Regions from separate parts of the Mus musculus genome. Here regions 2, 3 and 4 are each linked to region 1. Evidence: chromatin contacts called from public Hi-C and HiCAR-type data. All regions are on one chromosome and are shown on one strand. Each heading gives the region's core, a stretch centred on a gene start, on an enhancer-like site or on the middle of the called end of the contact. The rest is flanking DNA. Distances are from core to core; before and after follow the strand shown. Region 1 has its middle 16 kb from the start of Gm33173. Region 2 overlaps Farp1 (FERM, RhoGEF (Arhgef) and pleckstrin domain protein 1 (chondrocyte-derived)). Region 3 overlaps Farp1 (FERM, RhoGEF (Arhgef) and pleckstrin domain protein 1 (chondrocyte-derived)). Region 4 overlaps Farp1 (FERM, RhoGEF (Arhgef) and pleckstrin domain protein 1 (chondrocyte-derived)).

Evidence for each region. A called contact is a pair of places that touch in the nucleus more often than the background predicts. HiCAR-type assays count read pairs that join an accessible place to other places.
Region 2: a contact with region 1 is called in a HiCAR-type map of astrocytes, with 2.1 times the contacts expected there. The contact joins two enhancer-like sites. A contact is called at or near these places in 17 of 484 Hi-C or Micro-C datasets (CD4 T cells, bone marrow-derived dendritic cells, cerebral cortex and 7 more) and 3 of 115 datasets of contacts at active chromatin or transcription factors (astrocytes, bone marrow-derived macrophages and extraembryonic endoderm stem cells).
Region 3: a Hi-C map of nephron progenitors shows a contact between it and region 1, with 5 times the contacts expected there. The contact joins two enhancer-like sites. A contact is called at or near these places in 4 of 484 Hi-C or Micro-C datasets (the C2C12 cell line, cortical neurons, nephron progenitors and 1 more) and 1 of 115 datasets of contacts at active chromatin or transcription factors (fibro-adipogenic progenitors).
Region 4: a Hi-C map of uterus shows a contact between it and region 1, with 4 times the contacts expected there. The contact joins two enhancer-like sites. A contact is called at or near these places in 4 of 484 Hi-C or Micro-C datasets (the C2C12 cell line, nephron progenitors and uterus).

The regions. Positions count from the first base shown.
Region 1 is chr14:120,829,348-120,836,105 of GRCm38.p6, forward strand. No RefSeq gene overlaps it. Among named protein-coding and RNA genes, the nearest start is that of Gm33173, 16 kb to the right of the region's middle. Within about 2 kb of position 2,729, at least 277 of the 459 cell types and tissues checked have an H3K27ac peak or open chromatin away from gene starts, as enhancers often do. A contact at or near this core is called in the C2C12 cell line, astrocytes, cerebral cortex and 2 more, where this site is marked.
Region 2 is chr14:121,168,226-121,174,983 of GRCm38.p6, forward strand. All of the region lies in intron 2 of Farp1 (FERM, RhoGEF (Arhgef) and pleckstrin domain protein 1 (chondrocyte-derived)), which reads left to right. Among named protein-coding and RNA genes, the nearest start is that of B930095G15Rik, 77 kb to the right of the region's middle. Within about 2 kb of position 4,081, at least 103 of the 459 cell types and tissues checked have an H3K27ac peak or open chromatin away from gene starts, as enhancers often do. A contact at or near this core is called in astrocytes and cerebral cortex, where this site is marked.
Region 3 is chr14:121,126,155-121,132,912 of GRCm38.p6, forward strand. The region is part of intron 2 of Farp1 (FERM, RhoGEF (Arhgef) and pleckstrin domain protein 1 (chondrocyte-derived)); the gene reads left to right. Among named protein-coding and RNA genes, the nearest start is that of Farp1, 94 kb to the left of the region's middle. Within about 2 kb of position 3,122, at least 61 of the 459 cell types and tissues checked have an H3K27ac peak or open chromatin away from gene starts, as enhancers often do. A contact at or near this core is called in nephron progenitors and uterus, where this site is marked.
Region 4 is chr14:121,101,616-121,108,373 of GRCm38.p6, forward strand. Farp1 (FERM, RhoGEF (Arhgef) and pleckstrin domain protein 1 (chondrocyte-derived)) reads left to right here. Exons shown (of 27, transcript NM_134082.3): 2 at 374-567. The coding sequence starts at 397. Among named protein-coding and RNA genes, the nearest start is that of Farp1, 69 kb to the left of the region's middle. Within about 2 kb of position 3,491, at least 50 of the 459 cell types and tissues checked have an H3K27ac peak or open chromatin away from gene starts, as enhancers often do. A contact at or near this core is called in the C2C12 cell line and uterus, where this site is marked.

The DNA of each region.
Region 1 (6,758 bases), core at 1,479-3,978:
GCACTGTCTGTGGAGAGACGGCTCAGTGGTCAGGGAGGGCACTGTCTGTGGAGAGACGGCTCAGTGGTCAGGGAGGGCACTGTCTGTGGAGAGATGGCTCAGTGGTCAGGGCACTGTCTGTGGAGAGATGGCTCAGTGGTCAGGGAGGGCACTGTCCGTGGAGAGACGGCTCAGTGGTCAGGGAGGGCACTGTCCGTGGAGAGACGGCTCAGTGGTCAGGGAGGGCACTGTCCGTGGAGAGACGGCTCAGTGGTCAGGGAGGGCACTGTCCATGGAGAGACGGCTCAGTGGTCAGAGAGGGCACTGTCCGTGGAGAGATGGCTCAGTGGTCAGGGCACTGTCTGTGAAGAGATGGCTCAGTGGTCAGGGCACTGTCTGTTCCTCCAGAACACCCAGGCAACAAACAGTGGCTCACAATCATCTGTAATCCAGTTCCGGGGTCCAATGCCCTTTTCTGGACCCCATCAGCACCAGACATGCACATGGCATGCACACACACATATACTCAGGAAAAACACTCATACACATAAAATAAATAAATCTAAAAAAAAGTTAAATTACTAGCATGTCAAAAATACAGCTGGGGTAAAATCAGGGCTATTCATGAGCTGTGACTCAGTGACGCTTTGGCACCTGGGAGTATTTTATGCATAAGTTTAGTCTCAGACAGGCTTATGTTATATAATAGACTATCTTTAACATGACAATAATCCTACTGGCTAACAAGAACTCAGAACCAGAATCACAACAGTCCACTCAAAACACTAATCTTTAAAAGCCTGCCGGGATTGATGGCCCCCTCACCGCCCAAATAGATCAATTCTAGACTTTTATTTAATGAGACAGCCAGGGAGAAATCACTACTTCCCATCACCGATAGATGGTCCGATCTGCCTTTCAATCAAGCACATTTCAAATGTATTCATAGAATACGTTTCACACCTCCTCTGTCGTGTTTATTATGCTTCTGGTTCTGCGCTGTTGCAAATGCATAGCTGAAGCTGGCTCTGCTGTAAACTGTCTTAAAATAACAAAATTCTGAGACCAGATCAATGCTTTGTTGGGCCCTGTGTGTGTCCATTTAACAAAAAGTCACTTTGTGCAGAAATGACTCACTCTTGTACTGTTCTTCTGGCTAGGATAGGCTGGGCGGGGCTACGCTACAGAGCTGGTTCTCTATGATAGGCTGGGCGGGGCAACGCTCCAGAGCTGGTTCTCTATGATAGGCGGGGGCGGGGCTACGCTACAGAGCTGGTTCTCTATGATAGGCTGGGCGGGGCAACGCTCCAGAGCTGGTTCTCTATGATAGGCGGGGGCGGGGCGATGCTACAGAGCTGGTTCTCTATGATAGGCAGGGGCGGGGCAACGCTCCAGAGCTGGTTCTCTATGATAGGCGGAGGCGGGGCAACGCTACAGAGCTGGTTCTCTCGACGTTCATGCGTACTGGGAATGGAGCCATAGCACCATGCCTGCACAACACACACTTTTGCACACTGGGCTATCTCACTGTCCACCCCCCCCCCAAGACATCTCATTCCCCCCCACTAAGCTATCTCACTGCCCCCCTTACTGAGTTATCTATCTCACTGTTTCCCCCACTGAGCTATCTCACTGTCCCCACTGAGACATCTCACTATCCCCACTGAGTCATCTCACTGCCCCCCACTCAGCTATCTTAATGTCCCCCCACTGAGCTATCTCATTGTCCCCCCACTTGGCATTTATAATTGGACCAAGTTTTAGGCATCCCCAGAAGTTTTATTACACTGATTATTTCAGTGCAAATCAGGACAAAGTATTGACACCTCTCAGGTTGTTTAATTAAACTATGATTATTTTAAATGAACAACCGATAGTCTCTCTACAATGTGCCATTCTTCTAGGTAACGAGGACAGTGTTGATCATCAACAGCAGACAGCACATGGGACTTGCTAGTGGTGTTCAGAGCGGGCAGCTTTCTCCCAGCAATGCTAACCCAAGGTCGAGTTCACTAATTAGCCACTGAGGTACACTTTGCTACAATATCGATTCCAGGCCTTTTCCTTCAACAGACACCCAATTAAATTGTCTTGGTCAAAACAGAAGTAATTGAGACTCCCAGAACAGCTGTAAAGATCAGGTGGGGTAGAGAGAATCCCTTTAGCTCAGACAATAAACCCTGCAGCTCAGCACACGGCCTCGGGTCCTGCTACCCCATTCCCCGGCTCTCAGAAGGAAACGTCTCCAAGCTGGTCTTACTCACAGGCTTCACTCCACTGCATATGCAAAACTTGCTAAGAGACTAAGTGTTCTTGTGAAGAAGGAAAAAAAAGGAGGTATGTGAGGTGACAAATATGCTAACTAACTTGGAATCATCATCTCACAACTTGCAGTTTGTCCTGTACATTGTAAGAAAGCTTGGGGGAAATACGCTAGATTAAAAGGGGCATTCATAGTACTGATATTTGACAAAGCCACTTAGATACGCTTTTCTCGAACGAGTCCTAAGGCGTGCCACTTGTTCCTGAACAGTGTGTGTGCATTACAACAATCCAGTTTGACACTCCCTGAGTTCTGTATCTTATTGGTCGGTATTTGTGATTTGTAGCTCAAAGCTTTGTGCATCACAGGTTATGCACACAGCGTCCACGAGAGGGCGATATAGCCTCGCTTTTAAGTCCTACACCGTCAGCGCAAGCGCGGCAAGAGTTCGCGAGCTAGGGGAAATCATTACCAACTTCCTTTCCACGGTGAAGTCAGTGACCCTTCTGTCACTTGGCAAAGCAAGCCAGGCAGCGAGCCTCGAAAGGCCGTCCTTTAAGTTAATGATTTATTGATTTTGCTGCCTGGTTTTGCTTTCACTGAGCCGGAGAGAAGGGGGTTGTCTTTTTAAACGTTCGTAGCTTGTTTGCTAGAATTCTAAACAGAAAGCTAAGCCTTCCTAGTGTGTTGGAATGCTCCATGTATGCAGTGGCTTTGTGGATGCTGACTGAGGACCTGCCCCCTAGCTGTTTAGTTCAATGAGAAGAAAGCAGGAAGACCAGAGATAATATAAGCGACCCAGCTGCCCTAGGGTTGCATTAGACCCAGCCCTTGACCAGAGCCTGGCCTCAACTTCTCAGCGTGGGTTTGCACAAACCACAAGTGAGGCCAGCTGCTCAGAGAATGAGTCAGCCCCCAGAATTCCATATGCAAATAAAGACAGAGCCGTTCCCCCAGACGCCTGGATGAGTTCCTGGAAGATCAGAATGCTTGGCAGTTCCCACTGAAGGTTTGAAGCCGCTGGCTGACTTCTTCTGCACATGAGATCTGACTCCTAGCATCGTTTGCACCCTGGAGACCAGGAAAGACCATACTGCAATGTGCTATGTGTCCATGTCAAGAGGTCTCTGGTTTTGTGCCTTTTTGCCCCATGATAGAAGTTGTTCTGTTTCAGAACAAGTGAGACGTCAAAATAAGAAAAGGGGTGGGTCTCACTGCAGATACTTCAGTCTTTAAGAGAAGAAATGGTTCCCTGTGGTTAGCAAAAGAGCAGAGCTCAGACTACCTCTGTTCAGAGCCTGAAGCACAAAGTTCTCCAGGGAGAAGAGGAGACCACACAGCCAACCCCAGGGTCTTCTTACCTCCTGGAATGGCCACTCTTCTGGATAGCTTTATGTCAACTTGACACACGCCAGAGTCATCTGAGAGGAGGGAACATCAATTAAGAAAATGCCTCCACACTGTAATTGGTAGGGGTGGCCCTAGCCTACAGTGGGTGATGCCATCTCTGGACTGGTGGTCATGGGTTCTATAAGAAAATAGACTGAGCAAGACAGACGAGGCAAACCATGCAGAGCAAACCAGTAAGCAGCACCCATCCGTGGCCTCTACATCAGTTCCTGCCGCCAGGTCCTTCTCCTAAGTCCTGTCCTGATTTTCTACAGTGATCTGGAAGTGTTAAGCTAAATAAGTCCTTCCTTCCCCAGCTTGCTTTTGGTCATGATATTTCATCACAGCAATAGAAACCCTAACTAAAGCAAGTTGGTATCAAGATGGTAGGGTATAGTAGGGTAGAGCTATGACAACCCTGACCATGTTATTTTGGGGAAGATTATGGAAGGACTTTGGAACTTGAGGCTAGAAAAGCCAGAGTGCTCAGTACCTGGTGAGTGTACTGTAGGAGCTTGGAAGATAAGAATGTTAAAAGCAGAACAGAAGATGGGGCCTAGGGGGGCGGAGATACGGCTCAGTGGTTAAGACTCTTCTTCTAGAGGTCCTGAGTTCAATTCCCAGCAACCACAAGGTGGCTCGAAATCACCTGTAATGGGATCCATTGCCCTCCTCTGGGGAGCATGAAGATGGTATACTCATAAATATTTTTTTTTTAAAGATGAGGCCTGTCTTGTGAAGTTTCAGAGGGAAGTTTAAAAACTATCGGGACCATTTGCTATTTTGATTTGAGATTTCATGAGTCTGGTTAGCTGGGGCCCAAGAATCAGCTGTGTTTAACACGATAGTAGAACTACTAACGTGAAACCTTTGCTTTGTTGGGATACTGGATACTGGCCAGCCGGAGCTGAGAAATTATCAGTGATTAAGAGGTTGAGGTTAACTCTTATGGGAAGTGTTTCCTGAGAGTCAGCACACAGAAGCTGTGTTCCAGAGGCAGCCAAGTTTGTACCTCATGCTGGCATCTGAACTTGGTAGTATAAGAGTCATCCAGATGGTACCAGTTTTGAAGTCAGGAAGGGGCCATGGAAAACAGCTGAGGCTTGGCACTGTGAGAGGCCAGGAGAGGCCACCGGGGAAGGTGCAGCCTTGGTGGCAGTTGAAGTCCTAGGACTGAAGGGACCAGGAAAGAGAAGGTGAGGCTTGGCACCGTGAAGAGAGTCAATGAAAAGCTACTGATGAGAGCAGAAACCCCCCGGCCTTTTGGAAATGGCAGTACCATGGATGACCACCAAGAATAGCAGCTGCTGTGCAGTGGAGCCAGCGAGGCCTGGAAGACAAGCTGTGTGTGCTTCAGAGCCAGAGAATGACCCACGCCCCTTGGAGGAGCCCAGAAGACCATGAGTGGAGCTCAGATATTGAATGCTCAGTGATTTACACTTTTGGGAGTTTGCTTTTGCTTTGATTTCGTTGTGACTTTTCTCTGGTTCTTCTCTCTCGAAGTAAGAAAATATTTAACTTTATTTTATTTTACAGGAACGCGTAGTTTGAGGCACTTTGAATTTTTAACGTGATTGAGTTTGTAAAAACTGCGAGGTTTTTTTTAAAGTTATTTGTATTTTTAATGTGAGACCGTGGGGATGAATGAGAAAGGAAAGTGATGTCTGTGTCAGGTTGACAAGGAGTCAGTTGTGCTGGACAGTTTAATGTCAACTTGACACAAGCTAAAATCACTGAGAGGAGGAACCCGCTCTCTTCAGTGGTTATCTTAATTAGGGTTTCATGGCTATGAAGGGACAACATGATCAAAGCAATTCTTATAAAAGAAAGCAGTTAATTGGAGCTGGCTTACAGTTTCAGAGGTTCAGTCCATGGTGATGTGCAGGCAGACACGGTGCTGGGGGAGCTGAGAATTCTACAACTTGACTGAAAGGCAGCAGGAGACATTTTCACACTGGCCAGACTTGAGCATATGTAAAGCCCCACCTCCATAGTGATACACTTCCTCTCACAAGGCCACACCTCCTCCAATAAGGCCACACCTCTTAACCGTATCGTTCCCTTGGATCAAGCATATTCAAACCACCACAGTGGTTGATGGAGGATGGTCCAGTCCATTGTGGGTGGAGCCATCCCTGGGCTGGTGGTCCTGCGTTCTATAAGCAAGCAGGCTGAGCAACCCATGTGGAACTAGCAACCTCTGCATCAGCTCCAGTCTCCAGGGTCCCATTCTATTGGAGTTCCTGTCCTGACTTCCTTCAGTGATAGAATACGGATGTGGAAGTGTGAGGCAGATAAACCCCTTCCTCCCCAGCTTGCGTTTTGACCATGGTGTTTTCTTGCATCGACAGAAATGCTGAGTAATATGGCCACTGAGAACTGAAAGGACTGAGCTGTAAAATGTGTGAGCCTAGGGATGGAGAAAGCAGGGATCCTCATCCTCCCCCAGGGACCACAGTGGCTCTACAGAGGACAGTCAGTATTGAAGCCAGCCTCCCTCTGTCAGACAGGAGTGGGAAGAGCTAGAGGACCTCCTTAATCAGGGTAACCTTCTCACGTGGGGAGCCCTTAGCTCAAACAAGCAAGTGGTTACTGGAGTCTAGCCCAGGTGTCACTGGCCGCACCAACTGCCAAGGGCTATGTTTGCCCAAAGGAGATTCTTTCCTCTCTACCTTGGAAGAGCTCAGAGTTAGCTCTGAAGGCCACATGACAGCCAGAAGGAACCATAGTACTGATTGAACCTTGGCTTTTTTTCCTGCCACCTGCCTGTCCCCGACCACCAGACCCTATAACCCTCTGGGTCCTAAACACTCAGAGAGGGGTAGCCCACAGGAGATACTAGCCTTTCTCCTAGTCGGGAGCATATGATGTTGGCTCAGTTTTAAATTTTCGAGACGTGAAATGATGGTTGTGATTCAGCTTTGGGAATTAAGGACAGCCAGAAAGACACTCAGCCTGCACAGCAGATGGAGCTAAGTCTCTATCTGATGCCAAGCTAAGCCTTAAAGCCTCAGGGAGACATAATGAATAAAAGACCTGCAAATCCCCAAGTCTCTCCCCTGTACTCTCACCAGTCAGGTTTGAGAGCAATAGTCCTGCTTTAAAAAATGCGTCCTTGGGGGCTGGA
Region 2 (6,758 bases), core at 2,831-5,330, 340 kb after region 1:
TCATGGGGCATGTGGCATGGGGCACAAGAAGCAAAGAAAGAAAAAGAAAAGAGGACCAGGGTCCTCAGTATGTCCTTCAAGGGTGTTGTCCCTAGTGACCTAACTTCCTTCTCAAAATCTCCGTCATCCCACAGACTGCCAACCAGGCCGTTAGCACATGGGCCTTTGTGGGGACACTTTAGTGGCACCTCCCCCTCACGCTCAAGCTGGCACGGTACCTTCCACACCTCACCATATTTCTCACCCTAGTTACTCAGCCTTTGCGTGTGGTGGCTTTACTGACCTCCAGATTTCTTAAGTCCTTGGAGTGAGTGTCTCTCCCAGTTCCATCTTGGTTACTCAAAGAAGGGTCTGTGTAAACAGCTCCAAGTTGGCACCCTTTGGCCCAGTTTTTCCTCCACATTTTCTTGGAGAGTGTCTTGAAGATGTGGAGACAAAGCTTCACTTGAGCAGAGTCCTCCGGGGGAACAATCCCCTCTGTGTTCCTTACCAGATCCCTTTGGGGCACAAACTAAACTGGGTGGGTGGACCCTGGAAAGGCTTTCCCAAGAGTAGGAAGAAAATGTAATTATCTTCCCCTGCAGGGGTTTTTCTGTTGACATTTCCTGGTCTGCAGAGAGCACTGTGTGTGTGTGCCCTTTGGTGTGGTGTTCTGGAAGCATCCACGGCAGTCACAGCATACCGGGGGAAGCAGCAGATGGTGTGAAAATCACCATTTATGACACAAGTAGGAGGCAGTGAGACTCACCGAATTCAGTGTCTTAACCTGAAGTCTTAATATGCTCTTATTTCTCCCTTAGAATAACCCTATGATTTTAAGTTAGAGAAATGGGGCCCCTGAGTCAGAGCAGACTCTACCAAGTACTTAACAAGAATGAAGGTGGGTAGAGGAAGAAGCCATGGGGAAACTTTTGTTTGTGTGGGTTAAAACATTGTATCCTTGCCAAGCGCATGAAATTCAAGAAGAACGAAGACCAAAGTGTGGACACTTTACCCTTTCTTAGAAATGGGAACAAAACACCCATGGAAGGAGTTACAGAGACAAAATTTGGAGCTGTGGCGAAAGGATGGACCATCTAGTGACTGCCATATGCAGGGATCCATCCCATAATCAGCTTCCAAATGCTGACACCATTGCATACACTAGCAAGATTTTGCTGAAAGGACCCAGATATAGCTCTCTCTTGTGAGACTATGCCAGGGCCTAGCAAACACAGAAGTGGATGATCACAGTCAGCTATTGGATGGGTCACACGGCCCCCAATGGAGGAGCTAGAGAAATTACCCAAGGAGCTAAAGGGAACTGCAACCCTATAGGTGGAACAACAATATGAACTAACCAGTACCCGGGAGCTCTTGATTCTAGCTGCATATGTATCAAAAGATGGCCTAGTCGGCCATCACTGGAAAGAGAGGCCCATTGGACTTGCAAACTTTATATGCCCCAGTACAGGGGAACGCCAGGGCCAAAAAGGGGGAGTGGGTGGGTAGGGGATTAGGGTGGTGGGTATGGGGGACCTTTGGGATAGCATTGAAAATGTAAACGAGGAAAATACCTAATAATAAAAAAAAACAAAAAACAAAACATTGTATCCTGTGGTCTAGAAGGGCATCCTTCCAATGCAGTGCTCACTCTGTGTGACGATTAGGTAAATGAAGTAAAACCTTAAATACTATTGTATTAGCCCTTCTCAAGCTCTCAGGAGCTCCACAGCAGTGTGCAGGAGCCTCGAAACCACCTGTGGCTTGTGGCTACTCAGGTCCTCTTCAGAACCTTCCCCCCCTTCATCCTTGCACACTGTCCTGGCAACTGCTGGTGTAGAAAATACCCCAAGAGTCAGCATCAGGCGCTATCACTCACTGCCATCCCGTCCATCATCTGACCCTGGGGAGGACTGAAAAACATCTTACTGTGATGGCCCAACCATCCCAGGGTAGTGCAGGGGTCCACTGGTTTGTGCACCCCCTTTTTAATAACCATTCGCGCTGATTCTTCTTTTGTGTGCAGTAACCTTGCAGTACAGAATCCCATTTGGGCAACATGATTGCTTCCTTGCAGGACACATAGGACTGATTTTAATAAAAAGTGAGAGAAATGTTTTAAATGCATGGGATGGATAAGAAGTAGGCAGTGAAGGGGGAAGCTGAGGAGAGGTAGCCTCCCGAAGTTCTCCTTGTGTGTTCTGCTCTCAAGCAGTCCTTATAAACCTGGCTGGGTTACCGACTTAGCATTGAGAGTCCGTTGTTTTCTTTGTTGGTGAGGAGCAGGAGAAAGGTGGTTATCGTGTTCTTGCTTAGACTAGGCATGCTGGATAAATATTTACTATCTGACAAGGCCTGTGAGAACAGGACTCCGTTGTGGCTGCCCAGGAGGGGTAGCATTCTCCTCATAACCGAGCAAGGCTTCATGAAGTCATTGCCGGGCCAACATTACATTTCCAGGGAAGGGAAGAGAAGCGTCTAAGGAAACGCAGAACAACCCCTAAGGGCTTGTGAATCCCGCTCTCAGGTTCTAAGAACATTCCGTGGCGACTCTGAATTTCGTGGGAAGACTTGTTGGCCCGATACAGTTCAGAGAAAGGCTTGAGTGTGCCTTCAAGTGGCATGAAGAAACGGGGACATACGTGATTTCCAAGCTCACTGCTTCTGGATATACTGACATGGAGCCAGGGTATTGGAGTGACAAGGTGTGGCAAGAGATGACCTCCTCGGGCTTAAAGAAAGACAGAGCAGGGACTTACCAGGGTAGCTCAGCCAGCCCAGACGGTGCTCTGTCCTGTCCAAGTGCAGAAGGAGTCACGCTGCTGTTTTATGGACATGGCCATTTTAGAGCAGGCAGCCATTTCCTGAATGCAGGTCTTTCTGTTTCTCCTAGAGCTGAGTCCACAACTTTTTGATCAAGGTTCCGTTTCCAGAAGGTTTCTGGACTGTGAAGTCAGTGTGACACTGTCAAACTACGCTGCTCCAGTTATCTTTTATTCTTTGCCAACAAGTACACTTGGGTACACAGAAACCCATCCACCCATTACTATTTCCTTCTCTTCGAGGAAAACCAGGATGGAATGGCCACAGCTCCAGATCATTACATTTGGAGCAGCGATGTCCAGATGTCAGTTCCAAAGGTTTCGTTGCTTGCTTGGTTTGGTTTGTTACAGCAGGAGCAGAAAGCATGTTATTTTAAAAAAACAAAAACAAGACAAAAACTCCTGTCTCTAAAGATTTTTTATTTTTATTTTTTTTCAGATCTGTATCTGCTTACCTGATGGGCTGTTTTTTAAGTGTAATGAATAGAACCAGCATTTGTGCATCTGGCCTGGTATACGTTGGTACTCTTACAAAGCAGTGTTAGTGAGTCTCTCTTTTCTCAACCATGGCGCAAGCACACATACGTACATTGCTCTGCCAGGTCCAGATTGGTGGTGGCTGAGGCAACACTGTTACGGTAGAGAGAAGGCAGCACCATTCAGTATCCTTAGCAGACCCAGAAAGAAGCGGGGAGCAGCTTCACCCATATCCCAGGCTTGCCGTTCTCGCTCTGTGGAGAAGGCCAGGAGTTGATAGATGCTTACTGATTCGCTACCTCCAAGCCAGCTGTAAAACCCTAGTTTGTCAGTGGGGGAGCTTTGGAAACATTGGAAGCCTTCAGCTAAGGCTAACCTGCTGCACATCCATCTCTGCCTCCCTGGTAGGAGTCAATTTGTAATGTGGTGTACATTCACCTGGGGAGCTTTTTAAAAATTGATTAGGGACATCCAGGTGACATGGGACACCTGGGGGCTTAACGGAAATCCTGGCCCAAGAGAATCTGGCAGAGCTGGGTCTTCCGTGTCCTCCTCTCTAACTTCCCATAAAAGCATCCTGGGTGTGGCCCTCTCACTCCTCCCCTTCCCAGGTTCCTGGGAGGCAGGCTCCTCCTCGCACATGCTCACTCTTCTCTCTGGATTGGCTTGCACACAGGATTCTCTGCCATCAGTACCGTCTCTCAAGCCTTTCCATTCTGGTTCCCTGGATAAAATAACATTTCTTCTCTGAGTCAGCAGGAGCACTCCTCCCCAGGCTGGGCAGACATGGGAATTCTTTTAATTCACAAGGGCTGCCGAAGACTAGCACTCTGTTCTCTGCCTGTCTCCGCGAACATAGCGTACACACAGCACTTGCTGCCTTCCCTTCTGAGCTCCTGAGCTCCATTAAAGTGCTTGTAAACTGTAAAGCATTTCCCCACCCCACCCCCAGCAGCAAAGTGATTTAAATGACTTCAAATGATGCTGATTTAAATGATTTTTCAAACGATGGCTTTTAAATGACAGCAGATGAATCTCCATTTGTCACCCTCCTATGAGTCCAAGTCAGAATGAGGACCCTGGTGTGTCATTTATTATTTAGAGAACTGGCCAGTCGCCCTGCGGGTTGTTGCGGGTTCCCTATGAGGAGGGACTGAAATCCAGTCTTCCAGTCTCTCTTGCAGCACAATAAACCCACCGCAGTTAATTAGTGGATATGTTTGCCCGGGGCAGGAGTTCTGCAGGTCCAGAACCTTGTCCAAATAACGCCCTCCGACTTTCATTATGTGGACTTGCCGCTCTCAACAGCCATCTGTGCGTGGTTTTGTGAAGCAATTATGCTGCAGGTGTGTGATGGAGATGAAGTCATGGCTTAATTATTTGGTGAAACAGCAGGCATTTTGGACCGAGTTCTGGATGCATGCTCTTCCCAGGCTTTTGCTCAGACCAGTTAGTCGTTTGGAATTTCGAAACAACCTGGGGTGGAAAGAAAGACACTTACTGCAGCTGCAACCAGCTGTATACAATAATTTTAGCATGTCAGGCTGTTCTAATTTTAAATGGCTTCATAAGAAAAGCTTCCTGGTTCTCTCTCAAGTATTACCGGTACAGTGGGGAGGAAGATGGAGGGTGGTGTTTCTGAACTCTCTGGGATTTTAGCAAAATTGAGGTAATGTGTACAGCTAAAGGGGGCACCTGCCTTTGCCCAAATTCTCAAAGGGCTTCTGTATCCTGTCACCAAGCTCCAAGAAAGAGAATATTAAATGCTATTTTAGGTCCTGCTTGGTGGCACTCACCTGTAAGTTCAGGGTCATCCTTCCTTTCAGAGGGAGCTCACATGACCAGCCTGGGCTTCGTGAGACTCAGTATCCCAAAGAACAAGATAAGCAAGAATATTGTAATTGATGTTTAAATTTGGGTGTACAGTGTGGTGGCAAAGCTGAGACTGAACCCCAAAGCCTCACACATGCTGGGCACACACTGCCACCAAACTCTGCCCCTCCAGGGGGCCCCTGCATGGTCTTCCATCACTCTCTATGTTGTAGTAGGTCTCTACCAGGGTGGGTTTCTAGAGTAACCTGTAACCAGCTGGCCAATAGTTTACATGTAAAATTCTTTGCATTTATTTATTTGGGGTGACAGGTGACATGCCGTGGTGCATATGGAAGGCATAGGACAAGCTTTGTAAGTATGTCCTCTCTTTCCAACATCTGGGTCCTCAGGAATGGAACTCAGCTTGCCGTACTCCATGACAAAGGCCCCTCGCCTCTGCATCACCTGAGACCCAATGTGCATTGCAGCCTTGATGGATGAGCACAGTGGAGTGGCAGCTAATAAATCACAAGGCATATCTTAACCAAGGAAAACCAGCTTAGACTTCCCATGATGGCTGTGCAGGGCCGTGGACGGCTGTGCGAGGCTTGCGAAGGCCCTGAGCCCCACACAGGATAGCAGAGTGGTCCTGGTTGGGTAGGATTCTTGGTTTTGAGCACTATCATGTACACTAGGGATAGGAATTTTGTGAACATTCTCTCTCTAACTAAGCCTCCTACAATATTTTAATTTTTTAATTAAAATATTTTGGGGGTTCTGCATGCATGTATATATCCATGTTCACATATATGTGTGTGTGTGTGAGAGAGAGTATACATGCCCATACACACTTATGGAGGCCCTACCTAGGCTGGTGTCAGTTATCATCCCCTATCACTTTCTGTCTTATTGATTGAGGCAATGTTTCTCACCTGAACCCAGAGCTTGCCAGTACAGCTAGCCAGCTTGCTCTGTGGCCTCCCATCCCAGCCTAGCAAGCACTGGACTTCCACAAGCACACATACACACACACACACACCCTGCATGGGATGGGGATCAGCTTTGGGGATCTGAACTCTGTCTCACACCCACGTGTCAAGCACTTAATCCACTGAAGTAGCACAGTGGGAAGTCTGGTTATCCCTGGTTTACCTGGGAAAAGTGAAGAGGCCATGGCTTTTTCTTTGCCTTGCCTGGGGCCCCATGCCTCCGTGTCACTCTCTGTGTCCTCTACTGTGTGTTCTGATGATGTGGCTCCTTGCTCACACAGAGCCTGGCTCCCCCTGGGTGGTTTCTCTCCAGCACCTGCTTGTATGGTTTGGTGAGGACCAAGCCTTCAGTTGGACCCAGGGTGTCTTTCCTGTGTTCCAGCTGCTCTGTGCCCTGTCTGCCAGCCCTTGCCAGGAACACAGGAAGTCCTTGTTTGTGCTTACACTATGTGTTGACTGTTGTGGATCTTGGTCTAACGCTCGTATTATGTTAATTGTGTTCTCCCAAAATTGCCCAAGAATCTGCAGGTAAGATGCTGAGGGTCCCTGCCCCCAGTTGGTTTTGGTTGGTAGATAGACTTGCCGCTAGCCAATGGTTGGGCAGAGAGACAGACTTTAGGATTCCCAGGCAAAGAATGGAGGAAGAAGAAGAAGGTAGAGCTGCCATGCTGGGAAA
Region 3 (6,758 bases), core at 1,872-4,371, 300 kb after region 1:
GGTACTTGCCTGGTATGCATGAGGTACCCAGCACCCCTAAAAACAACATGTTTTATATATATAATATCATTAGAAGATATGTTATCTGCCCTCCCCCGTCCCATATTGTTAGTAGATTTTGGTACTAAACTTGTTCATAGTAGCTAGTCTGATATCTGCTGGGACTATGAAACTCCACATCTTTAGAGTCAATTGGAGATGGCAGCCACCACGAATAGAATGGAGGCATTGTCCATTGTGGGCTGTGAGGAAAATCCGCCACATGGATTTCTTCTTCTATGGATGTGTTCATAGTTGGCCTGTTCAGAAAGTCACCTGAGAGCTGGTTAGAAAGAAATGCAAACCCTTGGACTCCACCCCAAACCACTAGAATCCAACTCCTTGGGAGTGGGGCCAAGCACAGTCTGTTTGGAGAGGCTGATGGAAGGATGCTGTTCACATAACATCAGAAGTACTCGTGTGTAAGCAGAAGATGCAAATTAGAGCCATTGTTATGAATGAAGATGCTTATAATCTGTTAGCGCTCAAAACATTTCCGAAGGAGTGGAGGAAGTGCTGAGAGAATATACAATTTATATTTCTTCTCATGGTAGAAGCTTATTATTTTGGATTTTCTCTTAATTCACAAGTTTTCATCGGGAAGCGCGCTCTCAAGTGTATACATGCTCGTGTGCTTAACTGCGAGGTGGAAGGATTTGCTACCAGTGAACACACTGTATAAAGATGGTGTTGAAAATACCATCAAGCAACAGCACATACATAATGTGCTCATGGATGCTGCTTGCCTGTAAAAGGTGGCTTTGGGCAGCTCCTCTTGGTTGACAGTGTTTGGTCAGAACTGTGGCTTGCTGGGAACAGCAGACCGGCACGGTTTTGGTGATAACACATGAGCCTAGCCATTCTCATCCTTCTCTTCTCACCAGGATTCCCTTGATGCCTGGATCTGATAACTCTGTCCCTTAGCGGGACACTGAGTGTTGCCGCAGAGATAGGATAGAGAGGGTAAAACAGTATGTCCTAACTCCCTCTCTCTCTCCAGGTTTTGGAACCTGTAGTTGGAATAAACAAGGCTGTTCTGTCTCTAAGCACAACAGGTCCCAATAGGCTCTTGGATTCCTTCTTAAGAACTCGGTCTCTCTCCCATTCTGCCAGCTCACCCACCAAAAAGTGACTCACATGCTCAGAGATCATCCCGTTTGATAGAACAGTCGTGGAGACCACTGCGTGCATCTGGTTCGTAACGAAGGGATTATGTGTTAGGTACGACGCAACGTTTACAGCAGTCCTTCAATGCTCTTATTTCCTATTTTCTGAGGTGCTGGAGATTGGACTCGGGGTCTTGTGCATGACCACAGAGCAACACTCCAGCACTCCTTCCACGCAAACACTCTTAAACTTTTTAGTTTGAGACAGCATCTCACTAAGCTGCCCAGGCAGGCCTTGATTTAGGGAGAGTCTTGCCTCAGCCTCCCAACCATCAGAGGTTCCAGGCCTTTGCACAAGATCTGGCTTCAGGCCTCAGGATATCAATGAAAGGCAGTGCTTACTTTTTTTTTTTTTTTTTTTTTAAGAGAAAGACTAGTTAGTAGATTTTTCTCCCATGCTTCCTATTGAGTAGTAAGAAGTAAGAAAATTTCAGGCCATTCCTGGGCTCAATAGAGGCCATGCTTGCTGGAGGACTTCATAGCAGGGCAGGGTCTTCAAGCAAAGGTATTCTAAATGAGCCAGTGTCAAGCTGGGAGCTGGCTGTCTAATCTTTGTGTCTCTGATGCTAACAACAAAAGAAATGGGTTCTCATGACCCACACTGGTATTTCATTTCTAGAGTTCCCCCCCCCCCCCCCCAATCACAGTCTCTTGAAGGGAGGATGAGTCAGCCATAGAGCTGCTCTGGACACTGGTTCTCAACCTGTGGGTTGTGTGACCCCTTTGAGTGGTTGACTGTCGGATGTTTACATAACGATTCTCAACAGTAGCAGAACCACAGCTATTAAGTAGCAACATGAATAATGTTATAGTTTATAGTCGGGTCATCACAGCGTGAGGAACTGTATTAAGGGGTCGCAGCATTAGGTTGGGACCCACTGCTCTGGAGCCCTCTGAACTTTAAAATTTCAGGGATACCTCCTCAGTTAAAATACATGCCTGGGAATTCTAGAAAGTTCTGCATAATTTTAAAGTAGAGTCCCTTCATATATAATTTTCTATATAACTGAACATAATTAATGGTGAAACATCCCACATGCCTGTCGTATCATTTATTAACCAGGAATGCTCTGTCTTTTATCTTCTCTTTGCTTCCTGCTCTGAGGGTCTCACTATATAACCCCAGGCTGGCTTTGATCTTGTGGCAAGAAGCTGCCTGCCTTAGATTAAGTGTTCAGATTTGTGGGTGTGTACCACCAGTGTCCAGTTTTAGTTCTATCTTTTTTAGCTTCATTGAGGCAATGACTGGTATAGAAAAAAGGACATTTTAATGTACATGATAGGTAAAGGTGGACACAGGTATAATCTTGTGTTGCCCTCACCATCTACACACTGATAGGCTATTTCTCCAACACCAGTGAAATGAGCTGGTCCAAACCAGATTAGATTATATTAAAAGCAGGTTTGTTGGGAAGCTGCTCTCCAAGGCAAGTTCACTGGCCCCAAGGATGGAGACCAGGGGAGTTACCATGGTGGGCTGAGAGGAGAGAGAGAGGGTACACAGAGAGAAAAGAAGAGAAATAAGAAGGAAAGGGGGGAGGGGGAGGGGGAGGGGGAGGGGGGAGGACGACGATGACAATAGATAAAAAATGAAAAACTGTCTGGATTATATAGGGAGGAGTCTCTGAGGGAAGGGCAGCCCAGCCCCTGGGCTGGAAAGTTCAGGATTGCAGGCAGGGTTAGCCAGGCTGGGGCTGAGGTATGCTGGGAGAACCTGGAGGCCAGGTCTGCTTTGATAGGTAAAGCATGCACCTTAATCCTTTTCACCCTGTCTGAAAACGAGACACACACCACTTCTGAAAATTGTCGTCCACACGGAGGCCATGCCCTTTCCCAAGGGGCCTCGCCTGCCCTTCGGCCGCCTGCTGGCCTTCCCTTCTACTGCCGGAGGTCCCTGGTCCTTTTCCAGCCCTTGTATTGAGAACCTGTGAACCCTGGTTCGCAGGGCGAGTTTGGGAAGAGTCTCGCTCTTAGGCGAGAAGCAGTCTCTGTGTGTTCTGGAAGTTGGGTTTGAAGTAGATGCTTAGAAGACGCCTCTTTCTCTGTGTAAAAGGCAGGATTGAAGGTCCTAAGAGCGCCTAAGCGTGGGTGTGGAAAGTGGAAGTCAGTAAGAGAAGAGATAAAAAGAGCCGCCCCAGGAATGAGAGGTCTGTTCCCAGAAAGAAATTGATCAGCCGTGCTGGAGTTGAATTAAAGGAGGACACGGTTCACTACTTCCCTGGGGTGGGAGTCCATGCAGGTGTGTGAGCCCTGCACAGAGCCAGCCTGCTCCTGGGTAGGTCCCTGGGCTCTGCTCTGCAAGGTCCCCTTCCACCTCTTAAAGGGAAACAGGCAGCTCTTTGTCCTGGCTTATTTGCTTCTGGGGAAAACCCACTTCTGTTGTAGTTGTAAATTAGACCAAAGAGAGGAATTTGGTTTATTGCGAGTGTTGAAGTTAAAAGCCAGCCAGCCCCCTTTCCCAAGTGGTTTCTTGATTACCTTCATTAGTTCTTAAATGTTAATTTGGAATTGCTGAGGTTTAATTCCTGAAAGGCTTAGATTTTTATAAGGAACATCTCCATTTGCCACCACATTACCGTGTTCTTCGGTGGGTTTTGCTCAGTGCTTTTGAAAGATAAGAATGGATTATTAATGGCAAATGCATTTGCTGACTAATACAATCTAATGTCTGCATTTAAATTCACATCTTTCTTACCTGCTTGAGAAGTGTTCTGCAGGGCATTGTGGGCACAGTTCATTTTGGTGACAGCGCACAGTTTTGAGGCCTCACGCTCAATTCACAAAGTTACATTGTCCCTAACTGATAGGAAGAAACCCTAGTGGAGACAATGACAAGTGTGAGGTTTTTGTTCCTGCATAAACTCAGGCATTGATGTTTAAAAGTCTCCCTCTAAGCTGGTGGCGCACGCCTTTAATCCCAGCACTCAGGAGGCAGAGGCAGAGGCAGAGGCAGAGGCAGAGGCAGAGGCAGAGGCAGAGGCAGAGGCAGAGGCAGAGGCAGAGGCAGAGGCAGGCAGGTTTCTGAGTTCGAGGCCAGCCTGGTCTACAAAGTGAGTTCCAGGACAACCAGGGCTATACAGAGAAACCCTGTCTCAAAAAACCAAAAAAAAAAAAAAAAAAAAAAAGTCTCCCTCTGCTCCTCTCAGACAGTGGAGGAAGATGAGCCCAGATGGGTCTGAAGGCCCCAGGGGATCTTCATTCTTCACACTTGAGAAATTCAGGACAAACAGGACAAGTCCTTTTAGAAACACTAGTTTTGTAATCACCAGCTATCCTGTGGCTACTGAGAGTGACACATTTTAAGTAGCATAGAAAAGACAGAGGGTTCCCTTTCTTTCAGTGACATTTGAGATAAATATCTTAATGACTGCAGGGAGACCAGAAGCATGAGGTTAGCTGTCTCTTTCCCCTAACTCCTGGGCTGAGGAAATGGCTTAGCTGATAAAGCAATCCTTCTACCGGCAGCAGACCTGGGTCTGGATCTTCAGCAGCCACCCCACACCAGAGCCAGGTTTGGTGGCCCTGGGAATGGGGAGAGGCAGGGAGATCCATGGAGCTCACTGATCAGCCAGTCTAGCCCGATTGTGAGCTTCGGCTTCACTGAGAGACCCTGTCTGAATAAGGTGGAGAGCAACTGAGGGAGACATCCAACGTCGAATTCTGGCCTACACACACGTGTACACGCATGCATATACACATATAAAATGAGAGTGTATGGGTTTTGTCTAGGAAAGGTGGCAGTCACTTTTGTTGTTGGTAGGTGTGTGTGTGTGTTTGTGTGTGTGTGTGTGCGTGTGTATATACTATAACCCTTCCATCTTCTCCTGGAAATAACTTAAACCTCCCAAAGGTTCTTGGTGTTTATCAAAGTTTAATTTTAACCAGAGACTTAAACTGCAAACATTGAACTGTGACATCGTCTAGAAACCCTTTAGAGGCTTTTCCTTGATGGCAGAGTCTGTAGCCATCAAAATGAAACCAGTTAGCTGTTCCAGGGGTCTGTGATCCTTCCTGTGTGCTTGGTTCATGGAATTATCTGAGGTTTTTGTATCCTGCCTCCTTAAGAGGAGGGTACATTTGAGTGAGTGTGTTGCTTAATGGATGTCTACTGCCCCTGCTGTTATGGAAAAGCTTGGTCTCCTGTTGCCTTAGTTTCTCTTTTGGAGTCAGTCAACTCATGCTGTACCGCAAATGTCCAGGCCTAGTGTTAATCGTAGACAACCTGGCTTTAGCCTGACTCATGTGGATATATCCCACCTATATGTGCCTCACATGGGTTGGTAGCACCTATAGCCCTGCCTCACATGAGTGGTGGCACCTATAGACCTGCCCCACATGGGTGGTGGCACCTATAGCCCTGCTCCACATGGGTGGTGGCACCTATCGCCCTGCCTCACATGGGTGGTGGCACCTATCGCCCTGCCCCACATGGGTGGTGGCACCTATAGCCCTGCCTCACATGGGTGGTGGCACCTATAGCCCTGCCTCACATGGGTGGTGGCACCTATAGTCCTGCCTCACATGGCTTGGTAGCACCTATAGCCCTACAGTATGTAGGGCATGGGGGTTGAGGGGTGGAAGTAATGTGGAATATCAAGAGCCAACCCAGGAGGAGGAAGACAGGAAGCCAGAGAAAGATAAACCAGGGGGGGTACATTTTATAATCTGCTGTAGTCAGTAGCCAAGAAAGCTGGGAAGTGAGTAAAGGTTAGAGGATTACTCGCACGCACCCCACTATGACTTGAGGTGGTCCATTCTCATAGAGCCAGAGAGCGGAGATCAAAAGCAGTTACGATTGTTATAATAAAAAGAACCGGGTCCAACAATGACTGCTACTGCGCTCCTATGTCCCTGTGAGCTTCAGCTCATTGTGAAGACTGTCATATTTTAGCCACTGGATCAGTGAGTGACACCACTTTCAGAGAGTCACAGATTTCTGGCACTGTGGACCAGGCCTGGACCATTCCCGAGGGTCCCAGTGCAGGGACAAGATGTGATGTTCTAGTGCAGGGACAAAATTTGTCCCCAGCAATATATATCAACATCAAAGATGCATGGTGCCTTGGGTCTACACCTCCTGAGAGGAGACAGCCAAGAAGTCTTAGAATCTGCTAGGAAGCAGCCACTAGGTAAAAGGTACCAGCTAATCACCTTGGAGGCAGTAAAGATTGTAGCCAACGTAGGGCAGCTAGGAGCTGAGAACACCAGTTCTTATTGCTTCAAGCATGGTTGTATTCTACTGTATTCTGGTGGTGGGAAAGTCAATAGCGGATTTGGAGAAACTGATGGTGGATGACGGTATTGTACCAAGGTCACGGACGTGTTGGGATGACCCGCTATAGGATGGAGTAGTGTCAGGGATAGACTATAGCCGTAGCAATCCCATAAAAAGCTGCAGAAAGTCTCAGCTATAAGTGGCAGCCATGTTGTACAGAGCCACTGACACTAGTTGAGCATCCATCCCTCCTCAATATTAATAGATTCTGTTTGCAGATTCCCCCATCCCTTACGTGTTTCCATGGGCCCCAAAGGCATTCCTAATAACTTGCAAAC
Region 4 (6,758 bases), core at 2,241-4,740, 270 kb after region 1:
TTTTAATGACAGAGCCCAGGTCCCATTTTCGTCTTCCTACCCAACTTTAAAGGTGTGGAAAGTGGAGCCTGGTTATTGGAGTCACCGAATAATAGAGAGGAACACAGCCGAGTTTACAGTGTGAATCATTAACCGACCATGGAACTAGAATGAAATATACAGCATGCAAAAATGCAAGTGGACAGCATGCAGAAAGGCTTGAATGTGTAAATGTGACATTTCAGGCGGATATCCCAGAGGCTGCTGTGGGGTGGGTGTGAGGAGGCCTCCCTTACCTAGCTGCTGTAGTTTGGGGAGACTCAAAGCATGAAGAAAACACTGCCAGAAAAACCCCTTCTTCTGATACCTTTCTCTCTCTCACCATTTCCTGCAGATCTTATATAAGTTCCTTTCATCATGGGAGAAATAGAGCAGAAGCCCACCCCAGCATCACGTCTGGGGGCCCCAGAGAACTCGGGGATCAGCACCTTGGAACGAGGACAGAAACCACCGCCCACACCTTCAGGAAAACTTATGACTGTCAAAATTCAGATGCTGGACGACACCCAGGAGGCCTTTGAAGTTCCAGTAAGCCAGGGGCTGTGGAGGTGTCTAGACGGGGGTTGGGTAACTTGAAATGGCCATCAATGATACCATGAAGTGAGGCGTACCAGAGGTCTGTGTGCCCAGGCATCTCTTGCCTTACTCCCAGTAGACATAGCTGGTTCTGAGTGACCTGGTTTTCAGATCTGCACATGGGCCACCCCTATGCAGAGTGACATGAGTGGCGTTGCTGTGGCTTCTGGTACACAAATAGATGTCACTCTATGTGTATTTTTGTACTATTATATATATATATATATATATATATATATATATATATATAGTATACACACACACACACACATATATATATATCTCATGCCTATATATGTATCAAGTATAACTGATTAGTATATCTTATGTTGTATAATGACATCTAAAGATATGTAATCTGTGTGTTAACATTTGCATTGAAGGGAAGAGCCTTTCTCTCAGTGGGTTTCGGGTTCATTTGTTGCTAGCACAGGCTGTATGTGTCCAACCCAGGTAACGTCATACTGAGGAAAACCACCAGAGCTCACTGCATGTGTTTCCACATGAGGAAATGGGAGCAAGTGAGCTCACACCTTCCTGTGGGGAGATTTTCAAAAACCATGACCCAGACTTTCCACCTGATATCTGTGAAACAAGAGCACCACCCCCACATCAGGGGGTGGAAGGGCCAGGGAAGGAACCACGGAGTGGGCGGAGTCCGAGTCCTCTGCTCCCCTTTGTCTGAGCCCCTTGGCCCTTCATGCTGTTTGTTGACAGCTCTGCCTCAGTCTCTTCCCAGCCTCTTGCTCAAGCATCTCTTGTTAGAGATGAAGGCGCCATGTCATGCCAATTACAGGGTTGTAGCTCCTGGGGCCCCCAGACCAAAGACTGCACTTCTTGACTTCAGCCAGAGAGGCCTCTGCACACCTTGTGTCTAATCTTTTGTGTTCTACCTTGGCTGCCCACCCCTGGTCAGTTGTTGATGGTAGAGGAAGACAATCTGCCTTGAACTCGGGCGACCGACTCAGACAGCCTTTTGGAACACACCTGTTTTTAGAGTGGAGGCAATCCGCTCATTATTTCTGTTGGCGAGGGTGCCTGAAACTTAATAGTCAGCGTTAACGGTGTAACCCATCATTTAATCATTTATGGGATGTGATTCAGTAAATTATATTTATTTCACAGAACATTGTTCGGGGAGTGTGAATTAAGTGTCTCAGGGAAAGGTAAACCTCAGAATGGCTGTGTTTCAAGCTACCAATTTTATCGCACATTGAGAATGGCCTTTGAACCTTTTTAATTTTCTTGCTGAGGAATTCATCGTTCAAGGACTTGGCCTAGGACTTCATATTCCAGTGAACAAAGCCACTGCTAATTTCTGGCATTGTGAAGTACGTTGGGGGGAAAACACCTGCCACCCGCTGAGAATTCTGCCTTCTGGAGCCGGAGGCCCTCCCGCTCCTTCCCGGCATTCTCTCTGCCTTGCCAGACTGGTTTGCTGTAGTATTAGGTTTCTCTTTCCTATTTGCTCCAGTTAGAAGTCCAGGCCCTCTGTTAAATGGTGTTCCTGTACAGGCTGGGGTAGAGGAGCTATCAAATGCTGTGTGCGCAGGCGGTGAGATTGCTGTACGGCATCCACCTGTGGTTCTTCATAAAGAAGCAAAGGCCACAACCCTACACCAGCTACCATCTGAGCAGATACTGTGTCGGCACTGTGACGTCGTAGAATTGGATTTTCATCTTTTAAGATTATTTTGGTGGCTGGAGCGATATCTGAGTTATTAAAATACAAGCACAAGACCTGCCTTGGATTTCCAGAACCCATGTTCTGTTTTTGTTTTTGTTTTTTAAATTCTGTCATGACAATGTGTCCTTGTAATCTTAGGGTTGGAGACCTGAAAATAAGTGAATCCTTTGGGCTCACTGGCCGTCCACCCTAGCCTGGTTGGTCAGTTCCTGGCCAGTGAGAGACTCTTGTCTCAAAATAAAGGTAGATGACCCTGAGGAGCACCTGTGAGGCTGTTCTCTAGCCTTCATGCACGCGCGCACATGCACACACACACACACACACACACACACACACTCACACACACACACACACACACACACATACACACATACACACTCACACACACACACACTCACACACACACACTCACACACACTCTCACACACACACACACACACAAGCATTTATCTTCTTGATTTTTGAGAGCTCTACTATCCACTTTTAACCCCTCTGTGGAAGAAACCCTTCCCCATCCCTCCTGAAATTCCTGTGTGCCCTATTTAGCCTCCTGCCTCAGGTAGTGGCTCCCCCCACCACCACCTTTTTTGCAAACTTCTTGGTTTATACCCTAGTCAAGGTGGACTATTGCCTGGGGTAAAAAATTCCACTTTCTCCTATTGTTTCTCTTGTGCAACTTTTTTAACCTCTTAGTGCCTGCTTTCTCCTTTTGGAAGTGAGGTAATAGTAAATATTACTTGATGTTTCATGAAGTTAGAAAATGACGTGCAAAAGATGTTTACAGCTGCCCTGGGTGCACATTGGCAGTGTCATAGGATTTGTGTCTTTTATGTGCCTTTGCCACCTGGCCGCTGGCTTCTCAGGGTAGGGACTTCCTTGCTGTCTCCCTCTCCCATGTAGCTGGGCAGATGATAGGTACTCATTAAGTGTTTGCCAATCGAATGCTACCGTGATTTATTTTACAATTAGAGTTCACTACTTTTAATATGTCTCTTTCTGGGTTAGAGTGTGCCTTCCCAGCCCAGGGGCAACAGATGTTTTCCTTAAACTGGCAGCAGAAAGGCAGATGGATATCAGCGTGTCCTGGCTGGAACAGATTCTAAATCTCTGCCTTGTGCTCTCTAAGAGCTGCCAGAGCCCCTGGGCACCCCACAGCTGGAAGCCATCAAGACTCCTGGTGAGTCAGGCAACCCAGGGATGGGAAGGGCTGTGGCCCCAGGACCGATCTCAGAGACCAGACCAGACCAGACCAGACCAACGCCCCATAGTTGCATTACTATCTGTTCTTCAAAGCTCTTTGCTAAGAATTCACCAAGGCCATCTGACCTTGGAAGTGTCCCTCTCTCCCACCAGGGCAGGTTGGGGTATCCTGTGTGATCGTGTTCCCATTGCTCACAAGCATTTGTCCTGCAGATGAGTAAGGCATGAAGCCATGAGTCTCTGCGACTTTCTTTGGGGGGTGGGGGGTGGGGAGGAATCAGTCTTCAGCAAACTATGTCTTTCCCTAGGGATTGAGTCTCCTTGGCCTTTTCTTATTACTTTTATGTCAAAATACAGATGCCTGCAAGCAGTCATTTTAAGTACAAGCTTCCTGACTGGCTCCTGCACAATGAACCAAACCATATTCTTGGTGGTGATCTTTCTCTCCCTCTCCCTCCCCCCTCCCCCTCCCCCTCCCCACCCCCTCCCCCCCCCCATTTCTGTAGCCTTTAGAAACCTTTGGAAGAAGAAGATCTGAGCATTTTGGAAAGCTAGAAGAGTAGATACCAACCAATCTTTTCCCACCCCTGGGAGCTAGCTGGGAGAGCCTCTTTAATGTTGAATTTGGACAGGTTTTTTTTGTTTGTTTGTTTGTTTTCCTATACTTCCTCTGCACAGTGGAAAGTTCAAAACCAACCAACATTTATAGAAAGCGCTTGCTGCCTGGCGTTTTATCATCTTGATGTTGAAAAGCATTGCAAACAAGCCACACCTCAGGATTGATAGGGCTGCTCTCTCTTCTGAAGCTTATGAAGCGCAGAGGGTCTCAGGTCTTGGGAAGCCTTAATCACATGTGAGACATGAGGGAATCCTCCCCCTGCCCCCCCCCCCCCAGGACCACCTCCTGGGAAGGTTTGCGTTTCTGACCCACCAGGGAGGGTGTCTGGAGAAGCGGATGGCAGCTGTTCCCTGTGTGCAGGTTCTTAGCGTTTGGTTGACTTTAGAAAGAGCTGGGGATGGCAGAGGAGAAAGCAGAGTCAGGCTTTGCCTCCTGAGCAGGCCTGGCAGCGCTGAGGAGACTATAGCAGGTGACGAGGAGATGCCGCATGCCTTTTGGTGGTGGGCAGGAGTGATGGTCAGCAGTGGGGAGAATTCAGCCTGTCCAGTGCTCAGGGCAGGAAATCACGCTGGGCTTTTACCTGTATCAGCATCATTTCCTCCTGGCTTTCCTTAGAAGTTATCGTAGCTCTCAAAGTCTGTGACTGAAGACTCAGTGTCAGTCTCTTGAGTCCTGGGGAGTCCAGGAGAGAGCAAGAGAGCAGGAGTCTGGCCCAGAGGGTCTACTGCAGGCATGATCCTTCCCTCTGCAACCTTTCTCAGCCATTAGCTTTGCACTTCAGCTTCTGCATCCTAAGGGAAACTCAGATTTGCTAGCCTGATTATATAAGGCAGTAGGGGTGGTAGGGCCCCCAGGTCCTGACTTGGCATTGCTCACCGGCTGTGTAGATCTCTCACATATACATGAGGAGGCTGATTTCTCCCTCGGCTCCCTGTACCACACCCTCACAGCCCAGCCTAAACATGAGGGAACTCACTGGCAGTGCTGCCTCAGGATCATATCAAAGCCAGGGTGGCTCAAGTACACAGGACCCTCAGCTTAACTGTGTTCCCTCCCTTTGTGAGACTCATGGACATTGCTAATGTGGCCCTGCTGGAGTGACCCTCCTGGTGTGACCCTGCTAGTGTAACCCTCCTGGTGTGACCCTGCTGGTGTGACCCTGTTAGTGTTGACCCTGCTGGTGTGTCCCTGTTAGTGTTGACCCTGCTGGTGTGTCCCTGCTAGTGTGACCCTGCCTAGTCTTTTTAAGACAGTATTTCACTGTGCAGCTCTGAGTAGCCTGGAACCTCACCACTTACACCAGGGTAGTCTTGAAGTCGCAGAGATGGTCTGTCTCATCTCGCTCTACCTTAATCTGTCAGAAGGTCAGACATTCCAGGTCTGGGCTGCTTAGTTATTGCCCCTCCCCCTTCCCACTGGCCCTCGATGGTCAGGCTCTGACAGAGGGCAGTGTTTTTCTTCAGTGTTTGTTCCTTGATCTAATTAGCCTGGAAATCTCTGTCTCCCATCTGGCTCTGACTAGACTTACTTTTCTTGTCTGCAGAATGAGGCGTTGGGTTGTTGGGTCCAGGTGTAATACTGTATTCTCCCTTTCTGTCCTTGGAAGTTGGGATGCCTTGACAACCTTGAAGATGAAGCAACCTTTTCTGGAATTCTCCAGCAAGATGGTAACCGCTGTGGGACTATTATTGTTGATAGTGGTTCTTTTTTTTTTTTTTTTTTTTTTTTTTTTTTGCTTGTTTTGTTTCGTTTTTCAGACAGAGTCTAGCTCTGTAGCCCAAGCTAGCCCCAAATTCAAAACCTCCCTCCTTCCCTCCCTTGCTTCCAAGATTACAGATATGTACACCACTCCCTGGGGGTTGTTAAAGCAAAACAAAACACCCACGGCCTGATCAGATATGGCCGTTACTGTATACCTAGTAAGATCTGTAGACGAGTATGTGAGCTGAGGGTAGGAGGCGCAGACATGTCTCAAGGCCTCCAGAGTCTTGGAGGTGCAGCTAAGGGGTGTGTAGGGTGGTGACCCTGCAGCTCACTGAACCCCTTGGCACTGGAAAATAGGAGTCTGAACTAAATCACATATTTCCCGGTAACACCTCGCCGATAAACTCAACATCTTTGCTGAAGCTGGAGACACCGCCTTCACACTTGCCTTTGACGTCGCAGAAAAGACCACATCAAAAAAATTTCTGCTTTTCTGATGGTAGCAAAATTGCCTAAGCTGTTTTGGAACCCTAATTAGGAACATTCTGGAGTCAGGCCTGCGGTGATTAAATGGGGCTTTCATTTCCTTACCTTTGAGATGAAATGGGCTTTTCATTGCCCTGACCCTCACAGAAACCTGGGCAAGCCATCAACAGAGGCTTGTGCTTCCATGCTGTCTGGCTCAGGGAAGGGCAGGATTTTAAAAGCCGTCTTCCTGATCCTTGGGCTCTGTCAAAGAGAAAAGCGGACATTTGTCCTCTCGGAACACCCTGTGGGTTTTTTCTGGAAAAGTCAAGGCTGGGCATTTAACCAGGTCTCTCTCTCTCTCTCTCTCTCTCTTTTTAGTTTTCATAGAGTTGCTGTTTCTATTTTCTTTCAGCGGTCTTAGGAAATGAGCCCTGTTGGACAAGCCCGCTAGCCTGTTAGTCTCTG